2 separate regions of the Mus musculus genome follow, and region 2 is linked to region 1. The links are chromatin contacts, called in public HiChIP or PLAC-seq maps. All regions are on one chromosome and are shown on one strand. Each heading gives the region's core, a stretch centred on a gene start, on an enhancer-like site or on the middle of the called end of the contact. The rest is flanking DNA. Distances are from core to core; before and after follow the strand shown. Region 1 overlaps Zfp410 (zinc finger protein 410). Region 2 holds the start of Entpd5 (ectonucleoside triphosphate diphosphohydrolase 5).

What was found. HiChIP or PLAC-seq counts read pairs in DNA pulled down with a chosen protein or histone mark.
Region 2: an H3K4me3 HiChIP or PLAC-seq map of bone marrow-derived macrophages shows a contact between it and region 1, with 2.1 times the contacts expected there. The contact joins the promoter of Entpd5 here to the enhancer-like site in region 1. A contact is called at or near these places in 7 of 39 promoter capture datasets (3T3-L1-derived adipocytes, the HPC-7 cell line, HPC-7-derived erythroid cells and 4 more), 3 of 15 datasets of contacts at CTCF or cohesin (the NIH/3T3 cell line, large pre-B cells and pro-B cells), 8 of 484 Hi-C or Micro-C datasets (CD8 T cells, the HL-1 cell line, embryonic stem cells and 4 more), 6 of 115 datasets of contacts at active chromatin or transcription factors (the SCID.adh cell line, bone marrow-derived macrophages, embryonic stem cells and 1 more) and 4 of 9 other capture datasets (adipose tissue, embryonic stem cells, liver and 1 more).

What each region holds. Positions count from the first base shown.
Region 1 is chr12:84,334,110-84,339,051 of GRCm38.p6, forward strand. Zfp410 (zinc finger protein 410) reads left to right here. Exons shown (of 12, transcript NM_144833.4): 9 at 3,507-3,632; 10 at 4,533-4,673. It also overlaps the pseudogene Gm20958. Among named protein-coding and RNA genes, the nearest start is that of Zfp410, 20 kb to the left of the region's middle. Within about 2 kb of position 3,067, at least 39 of the 459 cell types and tissues checked have an H3K27ac peak or open chromatin away from gene starts, as enhancers often do. A contact at or near this core is called in the HPC-7 cell line, bone marrow-derived macrophages and pre-B cells, where this site is marked.
Region 2 is chr12:84,405,310-84,410,415 of GRCm38.p6, forward strand. Entpd5 (ectonucleoside triphosphate diphosphohydrolase 5) reads right to left here and starts at 3,720. Exons shown (of 16, transcript NM_001026214.2): 1 at 3,661-3,720; 2 at 97-166. It overlaps Bbof1 (basal body orientation factor 1), which reads left to right and starts at 3,759. Exons shown (of 12, transcript NM_028377.3): 1 at 3,759-3,946. The coding sequence starts at 3,873.

The sequences.
Region 1 (4,942 bases), core at 1,817-4,316:
TTACCTTGTATTCAGTTCATGGTCTGTTTTATATAGTTGTCTCCAAAATTACTTCAGTTTATTTATTTATTTATAAATAATCCTTGAGAAACTTTTAATTTTAGCATTTTGTACAGGCAGAAATTATAAAGAATGAGACATAAATGTGATATCAATTAAAAAACAAAACAAAACCCCCACCAACCACCATGAAAACAGGCCAACTAAGATCGTAAGAGAACCAAAACCACTTCATCTGTCTATCTCTGAAGAGCAGTGCCTCCCGGGGTCTTCACATCCGCCTCTTCTGTGTACTTATGTACAGCACATTGTTCCTCAGATGAACGCATCTCCATACTTATCTCCAGCTGTCCGTTTACATACTCCCCTGTCTGTTCCAGGGCTATATTCATGTAGCCATCCAGGCAGGCCAGCAGCCCTCAACAGTTCACTCCAGAATTTAATTTCACCACAACTGGCTGCCCGATGATCTGCTTTAAGAAGTCACTAGGGGTTTGCTTCGGAAGGCTCGTTTTTAACAGTCTTGGGAGGCAGGGAACCTGAGTTCTAATCTCCTCTCCTACTTAAGTAGCTGTGTATCACCATTTCACCTGTCATGGCCCCAGGCTCATCTTGCAGCCAGATCCAGAACCCTTGAAGGCCAGGCCTCTGTGGACACACCCAGTTATTTATTTTTAAATTTTATTTATGTATTTTATGGAATTGAACCCAAAGCCTCTTGCATAGTGGGCAAACATTTAACTGTAGAGCTACAGCCTCAACCCATGTTGGTTCCTTTAAGTGAGGACCCCACAGGGTAATAGTGCTTGCTCCTAGTATTAGGTTGTCTTTGAATGTAAGTCTTTTTATACTGTTGTTCGTCTGATCCATTTGTTACAGAATTGAGGTCCGTCCGAGGGTCCTGTAGAAGTACCATCCTCTGGTTTTGTCAGCTTCCTTTTATGTCTTTTCTCCCCAGAGCTGGAGATTGAACCCAGGGCCTCGCGTGTGTAGGGCAAGAGCTCCACCACCACTGACTTGTTCCCAGCCCTGCTTGTGTGTTATAGCTCGTGTTCCCGTATTGCCAGAGATGGACCCAAGCCCTCAAAGCTTCCAGACACAAGGCTTGGTTGTCAGACCTGATCAGTGAGTTCAGGTGGTGTCAACCGTGACCTTAGGTTCTCTCTTAATCTTTACCCTTGTTTTTCAACCCAATAGTTCATTGGTCATTTTCCTTAGTTCTATTCCTTCACATTAGAATTCTTCTATATGTTGGACCCTCCTCCATGAAGTAGGGCTAGTTGATCATTTACACAAGTAAACGCAAGTTAAATAAAATGCTTTTTATTATGGGCTTGTTGGTTTTTGTTTGGTTGATTGGTTTTTGTTTTGTTTGTTTTCTCAAGAAGGCCTGGATTGAAACAAGCTACATAGACCAGGCTGGCCTTGAATTTAGAGTGATTCTCCTGTCTCAGCTTCCTAAGTTCTGGGACTGTTGGCATGCACTGTCATGGCCTGTCTTCATTGTAAGCTTTCCTAATAAGGGACCGGTGCTTTGGTGACTTGCTGTGCAGATAAATTGGTTGCTTGACTTACTTGGGGGTTGTTTATAGCTAGTACTTAGACATAGTTAAGAGAGTACTACTGTCCTTTCAGAGGCCCACATCAGGTAACTCCAGTTCTAGGAGACCTCATACCCTCGGGCCTTGCTGGCACCTGCATGGACGTGATGCACCTAAACCCACACAGAAACACACGCGTTTCCATATGAGTAAATCTGAAAAAGAAAAAGAAACTCGAAAGAATTGTTTTTTTTCTCTCTCTCTCTCTCTCTCTCTCTCTCTCTCTCTCTCCCTCCCTCCCTCCCTCCCTCCCTCCCTCCCTCCCTCCCTCCCTCCTTCCTTCCTTCCTTCCTTCCTTCCTTCCTTGTTTTTGTTTTTTTCTTTTGAGATGAATTCACTAAAACCTACCTGTCAAGTTCTGGGATTAAAGGCATGTACCTCCACTCCACATCCAGCTATTTTTGACGTTTTAAAAATATGGCTGTGGCCAGGCCAGATAGTTTATTGCCTAGCACTCAAGAGGGTAATATAGGATTGCCATGAATTTGAAGCCAACCTGGGCTATAGTGAATTCCAGGACATCTGTGTCTAAAGAGTGAGATGTCTGCAAATACAAGAGTAGGAATGGAGGTTTCAGTCTGTAGCTCACAGTGCCTAGAATTCACTGTGGCAGCCCAGGCTGGCTACATTTTTTTAACCTTCCTGCCCTTAGTCTCCTAAGGAATATAGGAATATAACTTTCTTCCATCATTCTATGTGACACTTTTTTGGATTTTTCTAATCATTAGGCCATTTAATTAGTCCTACAGTAAATAGTCTATATGTAGGTTATATCCTATTGTAACTGAGGGGCATATCTTGAGAGGTGGACAGAAGTATCAGTATTTCTAGGTAATGTTAGATTCCCCACCACAGATCCGGTTTTGTTTTGTTTTGTTGCATTCTCCTCAGTAATGAAAATCAAAATTGTTGTGTAATGCCTTTACCACTTGTAAATTGGTTCTCAGTATTTACAAGTTAGAGAATCTTATCTAAAGTTCCTGTTCTAGCTCTTCGTTAAAAAAATCTTGTCAGGCAGTGGTGGCGCATGCCTTGAAGTGAGCACAGGAGGCAGAGGCAGGCAGATTTCTGAGTTTGAGGCCAGCCTGGTCTACACAGTGAGTTCAGGACAGCCAGGGCTACACGGAGAAACCCTGTCTTGAAAAACAAAACAAAACAAAAAAATCTTAGCTGGGCAGTGGTGGTGGCACATGTGCCTTTAATCTCAGCACTTGAGGAAGAGGCAGGTAGATCTCTGAGTTTGAGGCTAGCCTAGTCTACAAAACAAGTTCCAGGACAGCTGGGCCTACACAGAGAAACCCTGTCTCAAACAGACGGTCTGGCAGAACAAGGCTTGCATCAAAACATAGCAACAATAGCCAGAACTAAGTAACAGCTGCCCTTCTCCTGGGGAAGTGCTCCATTTCGCTCCTTCATGCCTGCCTGCTCTGTAGATGTGAGCCTTTGCCTGCGAAAAGTAGTTTTGGACCTTTGTTCTGAGCATGCGTGTCTGGTAGATGAATGGAAACTGTTGAGGACTTATGGACAGACCATATTTGTTAAAAGAATCATTTGTGAATGTTGAAGACATTGAGTCTTTACAGGAAATAGGATGTGGGATATTATAAACCTAGGTTTGTAATGAATCCTTGAGGTAGATATGAATTCTGTTGGTTGAAGGAAGTCTGTTGGAAAAGGAAGTAAATATGTTCTGTAATGCCATGATACTACATTAAAGAGGCTATTTTGGAAGGACTGTGGTGTAGAAAGAGGAAGTGCCAGGAGAGAGTGCGTGTGCGAAGCTCTCCCGGGGTACCTTTCTTGCCTTTCCCGTACGGAAAGCTCTGTCCAAAGAGCAACCTTCTTGCTGTCAGAACTGCCTGCCGCCTTTTGGGCTGCCCAGTCTTAACGTGGTTCCCTTTGCAGGTGAGAAGCCTCATCAGTGCCAGGTCTGTGGGAAGACCTTCTCTCAGAGTGGGAGTAGGAATGTGCATATGAGAAAGCATCACTTGCAGCTGGGGACAACTGGGAGTCAAGAACAGGATCAAACCGGTGAGGACGGTGGTCAGAGTGGACATCTGTGTTCAACAGCCAAGTCATCGGCTGGCCTTGGCTTTTTGGAAATCTGGTTAGGCTTTGGGTGGAGAAACTTGGTTTCATTTGATGGCTTTATAGTTTGTAACAGCTGCACAGCACAAACATCTGCAAACTTTTAAAACATATCTTCTCATTGCTCATGTTCCTCCCCTTAAAACAAAGGAACTTGATAAATGAGCTGAGTTGTAAATCCCAGAACACTTAGTATTAAAAATTCAACTAAGGGCTTTAAACAGTTTCTCTGATGATGTATGCCTGTAAATCTACTTGGAAGGCTGAAGTGAGCAACGTAGTAAGACCCTCATCTTAGGAAACAGAAGCCAGGTGTATTGGCACATGCCTTAAATCCCAGCACATGAGAAGTAGAAGTTGGAGACCAGGGGTCAAGGCCAGCCTCAGCTACAGTAAAAGTACATGGGACCCTGTCTCAGAAAACAAAACTAGTAAGTGAGTGAACATTCCCCTAATGAGTTTGAGGTCAACTAGTGCTGGCCCACAATTCAGTTTTTAAGGAATATGGACTTAAAAGATTTAAAATCTTTTATTTAAGAGTTTTGACAGCCCTTTTCCTACTTTAAAATTGATGAAACTCCTTTTCCTTTCCCATGTCTTAAATATCATTTCATCTTTATTCTAAGCTAATCTTCAGATGATGGTCGCATGCACAGATAGCCGTCCCTAAGAACCAGCTCTTTCCTCTAGGTTTATTCTTATCTGAAAGTGAGTAAAATAGGAGGTAGCATCTGAGACAAAACACTTACAGTTCTGAAAGAGGGGGCCAGCTTCCTGGTGAAGGGAGGTGAGGACCAGGCCCAGTGACTGCTGTATGTCTCTCACGTCCTGTTCTCTGTGCAGCCGAGCCACTAATGGGCAGTAGTTTGCTTGAAGACGCTTCAGTTCCCAATAAAAACCTGGTGTCTATGAATTCCCAGTCCAGCCTTGGTGGAGAGTCCTTGAATCTATCAAATACCAATTCTATCCTTGGAGTTGATGATGGTAAGACATTTAATTCTCCTTTATTTGGGGGAAACGAATTGTAACTAGACACTAAGGGATAGAGTGTCTCCAAAATGGAGGTTTTAGTATTATCTCTTGTACGATGCTGATTGAATAGTATTTATACTTACTCTCTGGGGTGGATAAATGAATCCTTTTCATTTTTAATGATTTAATATGATATTAACACAGAAATAAAAATTAAAAGATAAAATTATCTGTAATCCTTAGCATCCTAGCCCAACTGTGTCTGTCTTTCCTGTTGCAGT
Region 2 (5,106 bases), core at 2,470-4,969, 72 kb after region 1:
TAAAACAAACAATTCCTACCCAGAAGCCTCTGAAGTACAAATTCAGCATTAAGCTAGCTGAGGTGGTACCTACATCTGGATAAATAGTCTACTTACCAGGGTCATAATGATCGCCTCTGCTTGAAGATTCAGCCAATACACTCTTCATTCCTGTGTCAACCAAGAACTGTAAGGATTGAACATAGAAAGTTAACAAGCCCCAGTCAACAAAACACTATATAGCTTATGTCTTAAAAGCATTTAACATTCCCAACAATGAGACAAAGCAAATTCATAAAACAAAGTATTTCCCTGAAACTTAACAGTAAAGCTACCCACCAGCAATCCCAGAAGGAAATGATAACAGATAAGCTTCTGAAGAGGAACTTCCTACTGCATACTCCGTGCTATCAGTTGCTTCTTGTCAATAGCTGACTGAATAACAATACCCAGTTCTTTGGTGGAGAACAGTGTAGTTTCTAGAACTACTTCTACCAAAATGAAGTATCTTGGCCTTTCTCCAGTGATTACACATGGTGCTGGCAAGATGGCTCTGTGAATAAGAGTACTTGCTATGCAAACCTGACAACCTGAGTTCAATTCCCAGAACCCAGAAAGGAGAGAATAGACTTTATGCACACAACATATTCATACACACACTCACCTGCCCACACACATATATACACACACACAGACTCATGTAGAGAGTAAATTCACAAGTTTTAAAATATATATTCATGTCTGACCATCTGGGACTGAGTAACCAATGGGAGGTTCTTCCCTGGGTAAGACTATTTCTCCCAATCTCAGCATCCCTTAGTTGCCTGTAGTGCTTGTCTAGGGTTGGGTAGGGGCCCTGTGAGATTTCTCCCTGCCATGTTAGCAAGTCTATTGGCCTCATCTTGATCATATACATACAAGTAAGTAACATAATATGAACTGAGCATGTTGCTTTTATTTGCTATATATATAATATATGGTTACATATATAAGATACACACACACACACATACACACACACATATATATAATTAAAAATATATGCACCAACAGTTAAAGAAAAAGAAGCCACGAACCAGAAAGAGAAGGGGGGAGAGAGAGACAGAGACAGAGAGAGAAGATAAGTAAGTGCTAGGGGGATATGGGGTTGGTTACAGCTGAATGGAATAAAAAGGGGGGAGGGGAATGGATGTTTTATATTTTAATTTTTTAAAAAATGGTTTTTGAGTAGGGTTGTGAAATATCAATAAATTTAGGTAGACCTTGAAATTTGATATATATTTACACCCTAAATTTTAATATAAAAATTAATTTATAAAACATTCACAAAAGAGTAAAATGAGGCCAGGTGGTGGTGGCACACACCTTTATCCCAGCACTCAGAAGGCAGAGGCAGGGGATCTCAGAGAGCTTAAGGTCAGCCTGGTCTACAGAGAATTCCAGTGCAGCCAGGGCTATACATAGAGAAACACTGCCTCAAAGAAACCCAAATAAGCAAAAACAACAACAACTAAAAAGAGTTAAAACGATATAATTTTATTGTAATATCAAAAACATTATTTGTTTGATAAAATACAATTAACTATAAGTACTTTAAAGCACTGTGCATAGCTAATGTGGCAGTGCGCACCTTTGATCCCAGCACTCCGGAGGCAGAGGCAGGCAGATGAGTTCAAGGCTAGCCTGGTCTACACCTTGAGTTCCTAGAAGGCCGAAGCTGTATACTAGACACTGCCTCAAAACAACAATAACAACAACAAACCTGCCACCTGGCTGTGGTGGCACATGCCTTTAATCCCAGCATTTGGGAGGCAGAGGCAGGCTGATCTCTGTGATTTCCAGAACAGCCTGGTCTACAGAGAGAGCCAAGGCTACATGGAGGAATTCTGTTTTGGGAAAGAAAAATAAAATAAGAAAAGCACTATGCATATGTTAAGAAGCAACGTTCCCAGGCTCCACATCTTTAATTGCAGCACTCGGAGGCAAAGGAAAGCAGATCTTTGAGAGTTCTAGTCCAGGAAAACACACATAGTGAGGCTGGATCTCAAAAGAGGGGGTGATGGTCTGGAGAGATGGCTCTGGGTTAAGATCACTGGATGCTAGTCCAGAGGTCCCAGGTTTGATTCTCAGCATCCACATGTCAGCTCACAACCATCTCTAATTCAAGTTCCAACGACCTCTTCTGGCCTCCAGAGGCACTGCATACACCTAGCACATAGATTTGCAGGCAGAACGTCCATATATATAAAATAAAAATAACGGTGAAAAAAATAAACAAAGACACTTTTATTTTAAGTCAAAATTTTATGTCTGAGATAATCTGTAGAAGTATATTCAAATGGTAAATGTGGGACTGGCTTTTATTTACAACCAATTTTTGTAAAACAAACAAACAAACAAATAAATAAAAAGTCTAAATATACATACCTATGACAGAAAATGCCCCTACTCCCTTTCTGCTAGTTAGCAATAGGTGCTTTATAGATTGCTTCTCAGAGGTAATGTACATTATCTAAGGGAAGGTACATGATGTAGAGGTGATTCTACTCATAAGTTCATGGCATGTCACCAGAAATATAGTCAAAATAGGCCATAGCCGTGCTAGCAGAAGGTTCAAACGGTTTCCAAGGTCTCTCATCAAATCTACTTGCTTACTCTAACCGCAAAATTTACAAACCACACAAACCACGCCCTCTGGGGGGGGGATGAGGTGGGAAAAGAGAGATTTAGAGGTCAAAGATGTCACCTTACAGTTAGGGGCTTAGTAACTAAGGTCTCCCTAGAGAGAGGGGAGGAGGAGTTCTAACAATGATGTTTCAAAATAAATGTTAAATGAAATTTGAAGCGGAGTGATAAAGCAGAACCGCGCTTCACTCCCAAGCCTATTGACAAGGCAGCCACAATACCTGTCTTCCGTAATGACTCACTCACGCTCAGTGAATGAAGACATAATCACAGGGTTCCTCTTCTGAACCAACTAGAATACTGGATGGAGTACTACTCCTCGGGAACCCGGGTGCGAGGCAAGTGCTTGCAACTTTATGCAACTTGCAGCAATGGGACTTCAGGCACTAGAGGATGTGGGCGATGTTAACTAACAGGAACCTGGCGGTCGGCTGGAGCCAAGCACCTGCCACCTAGATCCGGGGACCAACGATCCCCCCCCCCCCCCCCCGCCACACCGCTCCAGGCAGGGGAGCCAGAGTCTGAGCACCGGAGCCCGCGGACCCTCGGAGGCTGACAGCCTCACTCAAGCCACCGCCCTCGGAAAAGTCAACTGCCTCCCTGAAAGCGTTTGGCCTGGGATGTCCCCGGGTGCACTGTCCTCCAGGGAGCCCGCGAGACAGAAGCGAGGATGGAGGGGAGGTAAGCATGAGGCGGGCAGCGAGGGCGCCGCCACCGAGACAGAAGCAGGGATGCGGGCAGGACCGCCACGGTGGCCGCGCCAGAGGCTTGGAAGATCCGCCCGCCCGACTGGAAGCGCTTCAAGCCTCACTGGCGCCGCTCCGATGCGCGCGGGGCGGTCGGAGAGCCGCCGGCCATGGAGCCTCAGGGGGCGCGAGACAAGTCGTGGGAGGCTAAGACGCCGCAGCCCCGCGCCCGACACCCGCCCCTGCCGAGCTCCCGGCCTCCCGCCCGGCTCCAACCCCGGGAGCGCCGCCGAGGCTCGTGCACACTCACCGCGCGCGCCGCCCTGGCGCGGACGCCCGCCGCCTCGGAGCGATCTCCGCCCCGCCCCTCGCCGCGGTCACGTCACGCGCGTGCGCCCTCCGCGTGCCCTCAACGGCGCGGAGGACGTTAGCCCTTCGGCGTGGTGGTTTCCTTAGAGACGGAGTCGGCCCAGGTGGCGGCCACCAGGACACCAGCACGGTGAGACTCCCGCAGAAGTCAAGATGCCGGCGAAGGACAAGAGGAAAGACAAGAGGAAAGACAAGAGGAAAGGCAAAAACAAAGGCAAAGAACCAAAGTAAGAGCAGCGCAGAGGCTCCCCGTTCCCCCTGCCTACCCTTGTCATTTTGCGGCGCTAACTGGATGCCTCTGTCAGGCTTTTGTGGACAGCTCCTGTTCATTCTTGATTGGCCCTAAGATCTGAGAGCTCTCCATTGTGAGACTGATATAAACACATTCTTTTCTATTCTAGCTCTTGTCTGAGTGGTTAAAGTTGTTCCTTGGGTCATTCAGGAATCCTCTTGGGATCAAAGGGAGCACGCGAAATGATTTAACTGGACGGATCAGTACACACACAAACACCACACACAGAGACACAGAGTGAACAGCTATAGCGCTAACCCCATGGATGGTCCCTAGGAATTGTTGCTAGAATGTCAATAGAATGACTGGGCTACAGGATGGTTCCTCAGGACTTTGGAGTCACACAAGGAGTTCAACGCCGTAGATGAGAAATGCAAAGGGATCGCTTAAGCTTGTGACTGTAATGTGAATTCTCTGGAGACAAGTTAAGTAACACACACCTCTGGTCGCATTGCTCTGGAGGCTGAGGCAGGGAGATCACAGCCACTGCTACATATGGAGACCTCGTCTTTAAAAACAAGTCTGAGTGTAGTTCAGTGATAGAGTGCTTCTTGTGCAGGGTCCTAGGTACCATCTCCAGCAAAGTAACTTAAGAGAGTAACTTTCTTTTTAAAAAAGATTTGTTTATTTTTATTTATATGCATACACTGTATGCTGTCTTTAGGCACACTCCAGAAGATCCCATTACAGATGGTTGTGAGCCACCATGTGGTTGCTGGGAGTTGAACTCAGAACCTCTGGAAGAACAGTCAGTGCTCTTAATCTCTGAGCTATCTCTCCAGCTCTGTACCACAGTGTTTTGTTAATGCTGGTGCAATCTTTATTTCAAAGGACTTTACCTTTTGAATCCATCCTAGGGCCTTGATGTATACTTACCATGCATTCTACTTCTACTTCTACCTGATACATGCATACCATGCACTCTAACTTTACCTGATGTATGCATACCATTCAGTCTTCTTCTTCCTAATGTATGCTTATTATACATTCTACTTCTACCTGATGTATGCTTACTGTACATTCTGCTTCTACATGTCTACATTCCCAAGGTCTTACTTTTTTTTTCCCCCATCTCTGCATCAATGACTATGGTGT